Regions from separate parts of the Sus scrofa genome. Here region 1 is linked to region 2. A link is a contact called in public HiChIP or PLAC-seq data. All regions are on one chromosome and are shown on one strand. Each heading gives the region's core, a stretch centred on a gene start, on an enhancer-like site or on the middle of the called end of the contact. The rest is flanking DNA. Distances are from core to core; before and after follow the strand shown. Region 1 overlaps CHKA (choline kinase alpha). Region 2 holds the start of KMT5B (histone-lysine N-methyltransferase KMT5B).

Evidence for each region. HiChIP or PLAC-seq counts read pairs in DNA pulled down with a chosen protein or histone mark.
Region 1: an H3K27ac HiChIP or PLAC-seq map of skeletal muscle shows a contact between it and region 2, with 2.7 times the contacts expected there. The contact joins the enhancer-like site here to the promoter of KMT5B in region 2. A contact is called at or near these places in 1 of 5 promoter capture datasets (fetal liver), 7 of 47 Hi-C or Micro-C datasets (brain, heart right ventricle, liver and 2 more) and 2 of 2 datasets of contacts at active chromatin or transcription factors (alveolar macrophages and skeletal muscle).

What each region holds. Positions count from the first base shown.
Region 1 is chr2:4,816,419-4,820,774 of Sscrofa11.1, reverse strand. It overlaps CHKA (choline kinase alpha), which reads right to left. Exons shown (of 13, transcript XR_002341423.1): 3 at 42-95. Among named protein-coding and RNA genes, the nearest start is that of CHKA, 30 kb to the right of the region's middle. Within about 2 kb of position 2,479, at least 6 of the 83 cell types and tissues checked have an H3K27ac peak or open chromatin away from gene starts, as enhancers often do. A contact at or near this core is called in fetal liver, retroperitoneal adipose tissue and skeletal muscle, where this site is marked.
Region 2 is chr2:4,709,174-4,713,936 of Sscrofa11.1, reverse strand. It overlaps KMT5B (histone-lysine N-methyltransferase KMT5B), which reads right to left and starts at 3,401. Exons shown (of 11, transcript XM_021082731.1): 1 at 2,999-3,401. It overlaps LOC102162815 (a long non-coding RNA gene), which reads left to right and starts at 3,617. Exons shown (of 4, transcript XR_301556.3): 1 at 3,617-4,763.

The DNA of each region.
Region 1 (4,356 bases), core at 1,230-3,729, 110 kb before region 2:
CTTCAACCTCAGAGGGGTGCAGGATGGACTGAATTACTTACTTGAAATTCATTTTCTTTCTGAGCTTGTTCGGATCCCTCCTTATTACAGGACCTCTATGGATGAGAAAAAGCAAACACTTCCGGTGAGATGGGGAACACTGAGCAGACACCACCTCTGCAACCATCACAACAGTCAGGGCTTACAAAGCATCACAGGTCTTTAACGAGGGTTCTCAGCCCACTGATGCCACCGGTACGATCTAAAGGCACCACCAGTGTCCAGCACGAGCACCAACACCCGAGGAAGCGCTGCGTTTCTTTACAAGAAAGGGGCTGTGCTGATGAGGCCAAGCAGCCGTGTGTCTCGCCACCATCCCGAGAACCGTTTCACAATTTCATTGTTGGAGGAAAGTCGATGCAGAGCGCTCTTCTCAGGACGCCAGGCCAGGCCAATCGAGCCAGGCGGGGCCCTCGGGGCTGCAGCAGCCCCAGGCAGGCTCTCCTCCTGCAGGGCAGGGCGCGTGCACAGGCCGTGGGCAGCACCCGGTGGGAGAGGGGACGCCCCCCGGGCGGGCAGGGTCTGCATGGCCGAGCCTGCACCTCGCCACACTCACGGCCGGACCTGCTCGTCAGGCTGCCCCCAGCTCCCTGTGGGTTCTTCCTCCACCAAGAAGAGGACCCAGCAAATGTAATAACGGCCTCGACCAATTTCATGTGTTAACGTATTAAGAGATGCGTCTACATCACTTTCCTCAATGAAATTGCACATCACTGGTAACCAGGACTCTGCCACTAACACGCCTGGACCATGAACCACCCTAAGCCGCTCTGGCTACGTCCTTTCTTCATGGCCGAGCTTCTCTTTTAAAAGCAACCCCCCACCCCAAGTGCTTTAAAAACTGTCATGGTATCTCTAATCAGGGGATAGTGAAAAGCAAGTCAAATTTTACATGTCACGTCAAAATTTTATTCTCAAATATCATCCCTAGAAAAATTAAACTACATCTGCTTAAGTCAGACACAGAAGTCCATAAAGGAAGCTCTTTAAAAATTTTAAGGCAAAAATTCTTTAACATCCCACGAAAACGTACCTTTCCATATTCCACAGCTTTATCAAAAACAGCCTGTCCCAAGGGTAGAAAAAAGCGTGGACAGGGGGAAAATGCCACGTTAAGCAACACCAGCTACTCTAGCACCAATCAAAAAGCTCGCATCCAGGACACGGAACTACCCTTCCACAGACATTCTGACGCATGTTCTGTGAAAACAGTACATGTTCTGGGTGACTCCATGGGAAAGTAAACAAAATAAATATGCATGTTTATGTGAAGCGTCTGCAAAAAGACTTGCACTTGTACACAAGCTATTCAATAATATCTTTAACGCACAGTTAAGTACACTTTGTACAAAGTACAGCGAGTACAAATGGGGGCTACCCGACCTTTTCATTTGTGTAACCTGCATTTCTCTGATGGAAGATGTTACAGGTTAAATCCCGATACAATGAAAGCTACAAAAATGAAAATACCACAGAAACACTTTGAGACTTTTGCTGATGGCCTGAGAGCCACCGCGATAACCCCAGGGAGGAGGAACTAGGCGCCATGAGAGCTTTCCTCCTTGCTTGACTCCCAGCTACGCTCCTGAAGGCACCCTGACTTTAGGCCTTTAGTTGGGGCCTCTCCTCGGTGGCCTACAAGCTCCTGATGAAGCTTTTCATTTATTTTTTATGTATTTATTTATTTATTGTTGGTCTTCCCCCAAAGCGATGAGCTCACTCTACTTTTCAGACGGCACGACTAAATTATACACTCCCGCACCGTGGAGCTCAGGGCAGGCTGGCTCAAGGAGCAACAGGGCGGTGGAGACCAGCTACGGACGAACTCACCTCCGTGTTCCCAGGAGTGAAGAGCTGGCTACCATGTTGATTAGGAGGCCAAAAGGGGCTGAAATGCCCCCAAATAGTTAAGTCCTTGTGCTTTTTCTCCCCAAAGAGAGTTAAGAACCAAAAAAGTCCTATAATCTGATATATTATATAGTGATACTTTGTAGGAAAAGACAAAGAAGGAATTTGGATGTCTCACTGCAACTTCTTGTAACGGGATTTGACCTGAACAAAATCCTAAATGACAATGGTTATTCCTATGCTGTTATTGCTTGAACTGTATCTTCTCAGGCAGATACAGCTGATGGGTTATTCAGCCAACAGAAGTCCCTCTCCCTTGTCTAACGGTGCTCTCGAAAGCAAGTCACCTCATCCAAGTCACGCTGGCTTCGTTCCCAAGGCCGTTCCTTCTGAACGTATTAGCACCATCGGGTGCAAATACATTTTACAAAAAATTTCCAAGTGGAAATAAGTTTTATAACGAATTTCCCCACCCCTGCCCACTCCATCCCAGCCCCAGGGGCTTCGCTACTTATCCCACAAGAGCACCGTCGTGAGGGCAAGGCGGACTTCTGCCACGGCGGCCCCGGTTCTGTTTCCTCAGTACAGAATGTTCAAGCTCCCTCAACCCCGTGGGTAAGAGCAGTAAGACCGGGAGATCTCAAACCAAGCCGACTGAACATTCAGGAAAAGGTGAGAGGCGGGGTTTCCTGCAGAGGTTAAGTCAACAAGAAACTCACATGGCCAAAAAAGAGGTCAGAGGACTTTGCTGTCCAGGAGGAAAGGAAGCAAAATATAACTTGGAACCTGTGGGATTTCATTTCAGAGACAAATTTACTTGAAGCCAATATTAAAATGGACTGTACAAATATTTAACATGACTTCGAAACCACCAACTTGTAGAGTAATAAAAACTAGCTTTCAATAAGTTAAAAAAAAAAATCAAGCTTTTTTTAAACATTTATTAGGAATTTCAACACTAACCCAGTTACTTAATTTTAAATCATTATTATTTTTCTTTTTTACGGCCATACGTGTGGCATACGGAAGTTCCCGGGCTAGGGGTCGAATTGGAGCCTCAGCTGCAGGCCTACACCACAGCCACACAGGAGCCAGATAGGAGCTAGGTCTGCGGCCTATGCCCACTTCTTGTGGCAACACAGGATCCTTAACCCACTGAGTGAGGCCAGAGATCAAACCCACATCCTCATGGAGACCACAACAGGTTCTTAATCCACTGAGCCACAGTGGGAACTCCTAATGATTCAATTTTGTTATGTGAACATTATTGTGGTCATGTGTTTTGTTAATCACCTCACACAGGGACGAACTGAAATCTTTACGGAAGAAATCCTAGGATGTCTGGAACCTGCCGCAGAAGCAGCCTGGAGAAGGAAGGAGGGTCAACATGAGAAAGACGGCCTCTGGGCGCCCCGGGTTCATTACACTCCTGTGCTCCACGTCTCTGTGCGCGGTAAAACTTTTTTATTTTCTTTGGTTTTTTAATTGTTTTTTACTTTTTGGCTTTTCAGGGCCACACCTGTGGCACATGGAGGTTCCCAGGCTAGGGGTCACAGCAGACCTGCAGCTGCCGGCCTACACCAGAGCCACAGCCACGCGGGATCTGAGCCGTGTCTGCGACCTATGCCACAGTTCACGGAAACGCAGGATCCTTAAGCCACTGAGCGAGGCCAGGGATCGAACCTACATCCTCATGGATGCTGGTCAGATTCGTGTCCACTGAGCCATGACAGGAACTCCAAAACTTTTCAAAAATAGAACACTTAAACTTCAAGACCTAAGAAGTCAGAATGCATGATATGCTTAAGAAGACATCCAGCTCTACGAATATACTAAAAATCATTGAATTGTACAGTTAAATAAATAAGTGAATGGTACAATACAACGATGCAACAAAAATAAAGAACAAAAAAAGACACCCACTGATTAAAAAAAATACTGCCACTGGCTCCTTCCCATTTTCCTTGCTCTGTTCTTCCTATTTTGGGCCTGGTTTTCAAGAGAATCTTAGGTGTTTATTATAATCCATGTCTTCATTGATGGTGAGGCAGGAAACAGGCTAAAGTGGTAGTGGGATATTCAGCGATTGTCTCCTTTAAAGGCTCAATATAAAATGAAAGAGTAAATCAGTTGCAGCCTTTTAAAAGTGCTCTGGGAGTTCCCGCTGTAGCGTGACACGATCAGCGGCGTCCCTGGAGCACTGAGATGCAGTTCGGTCCCCGGCCTGACACAGTGGGTGAAGGATCTGGCGTTTGCCGAAGCTGCGGCATAGGTCCCAGCTGCTGCTCGGGTCTGATCCCTGGCCCAGGAACTCTGTCTGCCGAGGCCAAAAGAAGAAAAAGAAAGTGCTTTGGGATCAATAGATGAGTGATTCAGAGAGAATAATCTGAATGTTAGCTAGACCCTCCTTCTAGGGCATCTGAGATCCAGCCAAGGAAAAGCGTCTATCTCTCCAGGAACCTGAGTCTC
Region 2 (4,763 bases), core at 2,152-4,651:
TTAAAACCATTTCCATAGTTCCCTGGTGGCTAAGTGGGTTAAGGATTCGGCATTGTCACTGTGTTGCTGCTCTGGTTTGGGTTTGATCCCTGGCCCAGGAACTTCCATATGCCATGGGCAGGGTCCCCTCCAAAACCAAAAAACCCAATTTCCCACACCAAGAAATGTTAGTAGAATACATTTTTCCCCACTTAACTAAAAATCAGGCTGAAAAACTGTTACACTTTACACATAAAACTCATCTATTGCATAAAGATCTGAGATGTAACTATCCCGTGCTCTCTTCCTGCATTTATTTAACCAACTAGGGAACCAACAGAGTGTCCGACTCGAGCAAAGACCTACCACTGCGGGGAAACCTCAACAGTTAAGAGTGTTGCAGGGTTGACACAGTCCTGTAACTTGGAGGAGGAGGACTCTGTGAGTGGAGAGGAAGTAAAGCTCCCATCTAGCTGGCAGGAACATAAAATAACAGACTTAAAGACATCATTCATCTGAAAAGGTCTACTCTCCTAAGCCACAGGAGAGGTGTCCACGTGGACAGGGAGCTGTTCAGATGCTACACACACAAATGGCTCTGCAACACAACCAGACCACACCCTCATGTCCTATAAGCCCACAAATGGATACTCAAAGAGAATTCAGATTCAATCCAAGATATTTATGACCCAAAGGAAAATTTATAAACATGCTCCACCCACAAAACTCTAAACTCAACAACACACGACAAACAAACCACCACCACCACTTTCTTCAGGTGCATGTTCCACTCTGCCCCCCCTCCCCACCCCCAATGATGCCCCTGGTATGTGGTTCCCGTCTAGGTACCCGAGCACTTTAATGTACAGGGGAAGACAAATGAAAACACAAGCAAGAGAGCACTTGGAAATGACTCCGAGTTTGGTCTCAAAGTTTATGGGTAAAAAGTTAAGCTCCACTCTCCTCTCCTCTTGAAAAGTACCCTATTACGCCTTTCACTCTCAAACTAAGTTGTTCTGTTAGTGACAATGATTTTTTTAAACAACGGAATGAACGTATTTTGAAAACCTACATATAAATCATTAAGCTCCAAAACTTAGAGATTAATAAATGAACACTTCCTCAAGTGCCTACTGAGCCAAGCCGAGAATACCAAGCTCACAAGAAGGCTGAGGGGACGGGCAGGTAACCAACCAAGGAAAACACCAGGCAACACCTGCTGAGGAGCAGGAGGTGGGGTGCGCCCTCCGGAGGGGTCAGCCCTGGATCTGCCTGCCTAAGAGGCTGGCAGGGGTGCCAGCGCTGCGGGGCGGAGCGGGGGGCGCAGCAATTCTGAGGATGGATGGCAGTCTGGGAGAGGGAGGGGAGGAAGGCGGACAGGATGTGACTGAAACTACTGAGGCCAGAGCTTGGCAGAGGAAGAGCAGAGTGTGAGAGACTAAAAACGGGAAAATGGACCCGAGTTCCCACCGAAACTGCGATTAAGGCGTTTGTGGACTTTAATCTTGGAATCCAGGGAGCCCACAGTGACAGGGCCACACCTGTGATGGAAGCTGCTACACATTCGGCCAGAAAATGTGTGTGTGTCTCAAGCAAGCAAGTAACTCTTCAAGCAAGTTTCCCAAGGCGGACAAACTAGCTGCGATTATTTCCGGCAAAAAGGATTTCCTCCTGCCTTTTCAAAGTATGTAGACTCTTCCTACTCCTCATCAACAGTCACAGGCGGACATGTATGTTCTCAACGTCAAAGACCAAAAGAAAAAAGGTGCAGCTGGCAACCGCCTCCTCCGCTGGCCTCCAAAGCCACCTGTGCCTACACACGTCACATCCAAACAGACGGCATCTAGAGAGGTCCCGGTGCAAAGAATCACAGCGGCCACCCACCGATTCTTCCCTCTCCGGATGCGACGGGGCGAGCTCGGCAGCACTGGCCGCGGAGGACGCGCGGTCGCCGCCTGAGCGCGCTGAGTCAAGTTCTCCCACTCGACGGACGGGAGGCGAGCGCTCCAAAGCGGGTACCCGAGCCCGAGAAGGGACGGAGCGGGCTGCTCTGCGTCCGCCGCGCTTCTACAGCACGCCGGCAAGCCGCGTCGAGCTGTCATCCTGAACACAGCTTCCCCGCGTCTCAGAGGTGGGGCGACGCGGACACATCACCCTCGGAGAAGCGCAAGGAAGACAGGCGCCCCGGGAGGACCAGCGCCTCGGCTCGGGACGCGGCGCCGGCGGGGCGAGGGCGCCGGGAGACAAGCCCCGGCCAGAGGCCCCAGCCGCGCTCGAGGGCGGCCCGGCGCGGGCGGAGCAGCGGCCCGGGAGGCGAGCCGAAGGGAGGCTCGAGTCCAAACAAAAACAGCCCGAAGCGGAGCGCGGCAGAGGGAGCAGATTGGGCGAGACGGTTCACGGCTGCCCATTGGAGAAGAGGGAAAACAGAGTCCCCCAATCGCGAGCGGCGGGGCTGCTCCCCTCGTGCGGCCGCGGGCCGGCCCGGCGCTGCCCGGCGGCCGCTACCGCTCCCTTCCGGCGGCGGCGCCCACTGCAGGGCCCGCGCCCCGCGCCCGCCGCCGCCGCCGCCGCCGCCGCCGCCGCCGCCGCCGCGCCCCTCCCCCGGTCGCCGCCCCCACCCCCCGCGGCCCCGGCCCCGGCCCCCGCCCGGCGCCCCCGCGCCCGCCGGCCCGCCCCCAGCCCGCCGGCCGCCGCCCGCGCCCGCCGCCCCGGCGCCCCCCGCACGCCCGCCCCCCGCTCACCGCCGGGCGCTGCCCGCTCCTCCTCGGGGCGCGTCGAGGCCCCGCCGCCCGGCCGCTGCACTGGGGGGCCCGCGCTCCCCAGCGCCACTCCCCCGTCCCCCCAGAAAATTAATCACCAAAAATAATTCCAGAGAAAAATGGAGAGTAAAATCCAAGATGGCGGCGCATGCCGCAGCACCGCCCGCTCCATCCGCTGTCGGGAAATGAGTCCCCGCGGCGGCCGGAGCCCCCCGCCCCCACCGCGCCGCGCCCCCGCGCCCCCGCGCCCCGGGCCTCACCTCGCCTCTCGCGCGGCCTCGGGGTTCCAAAGGCAGCCGCTGGCCTGGTGGCTCCGCGTCCCGGGTCCTGGCGCCGCGCGTGCCGCCTCCGGTGCCCGGGCGCCCTCACCTCATAGCTCCGGAGCCTCGCCGCCCGCGCCGCAGACGCGTCGCCGCCCCCGGTGAGCCGCTCGGACGCCGCCCGGGAACGGTGGAAGGACACGAAAAGAAGTGCCCTCGGCCGGGCGGAGGGACACCACTCCGGGCTCGCGCCGCTGCGGCCGCCTCTGTTGCTTTTACGGGACGGGGGGTGGGGGGAGGCGGAGAAACCCGAGAAAGAAATGAGTTCCCCGCCGGGTGCTCCCGCGGCGGAGGGACAAAAAGCGAATTTCGAGCGGACGAGGCGACTCCCTGCTTCGCTCGCTCGCGGCGGAGGGATCCGTGTCGAGTAGTCGCAGGAGATCCCTCCGCCCCTCAGCTGCCCTTTAAATCGCGGCTGGAGGCGGCGTCGTCGCGCGCCCCTCAGGCGCCCCTCAAGCCTGAGGCCTGTTGTGCTCCGGTCCCGGCGAGGCTGCCCTCCACCTTGGTTCCCGGGCGCAGCTGCACCCACCGGCTACAACTCCCGAGCTGGGACGGGAGCAGCCCGGGAGCGGGGTGGGGGTGGGGGGACGGACGGGCTCCTCGCCCAGGGCGCCTCCGGGTTGCGCCGGGGGGAGGCGGCCCCACGGAGGCGAGCCTCTTTGTTGTGGGAATGGGTGTCATTGGAAGCTGACCCACCCTTCGAGGCCTGTGGGCAGCCTGAGCGCTCCACCGCCTAGTGTGCGGGGAGGAGGGAGGGAGCGTGCCTTCATCAGGCCACTGGCTTCCTAGCGTCGGCCGCCCCTTGCCTGAGCGCCTACTGTGTGCCGGCTTCCCGGGAAACAGGTCTTCCCGCCTCCCTGGTTGGGCAGTGCCCGCCCCGAGCATGCGGCCCCTCCGGAAAGCTTGGGCGGGTCGGGGTGTTGCGGGGAGAGGCTCACTCGCGCCAGGTGTGCGGGGAGCGTGCGAAGCCCCGCCCTTGGGGCCCGCAGGTGGCGATGATGACTGAGAAATAACAATCGCGAGAGGACCGGGAGTACCAGCCTTTACTGCCTGCCGGGTGCCCCGTCTCTCGTCCTCCCTACAACGACCCCCAGCAGGAGCGGACCGTCTTTTCCTGGTTCATACGTAGGGAAACTGAGGCACCGACAGGGCAGGTGACCTCTGAGCCGATCGGGGCGTGGGCCAGCGCCCTCATCCAGCACTCCGGGGAGAGGTGCAGGCGTCGAGGTTGCCGCCGGCGGGCGGATGCACGGAGGCGGCGCCCGAAGGGTCTCCCCCGACGCGGAGGGGCGCTCGGAGGAGGGCGCGGTTGGGCGACGTGAGCCCAACAAGTGCAAAGGCCCTGGAGCGGGGGTGGGGGGGCGGGGTTGCTAAAGACGCCGCCGCTTCCGGAACTTAGGGAAGCCCAGCGCGGCTCCTGCAGAGAGGAGGCGGGCAGGGCCGGCGGGTCCACCTATTCCCGGAGGAGCCCCACGTCTCCTTTGGCTTCCTCTGCATCCCCCAGGGCCTGGCCCCGAGTAGGCCGACCGGAAAGGACGGTTCCGCGGGGCGTGTGGGTGACCGCACGGACTGTGGGCCGAGGAACCTCATTATTCCTCCCCCTTGACCTTGGGTGGCAGACAGGACGCTCATTAGCCCCTTCCGCAGGTGGCCCACTGAGGCGCAGGGATTTGCTGAGGGCAGGTATCTAACAGGTGGAGGCGGG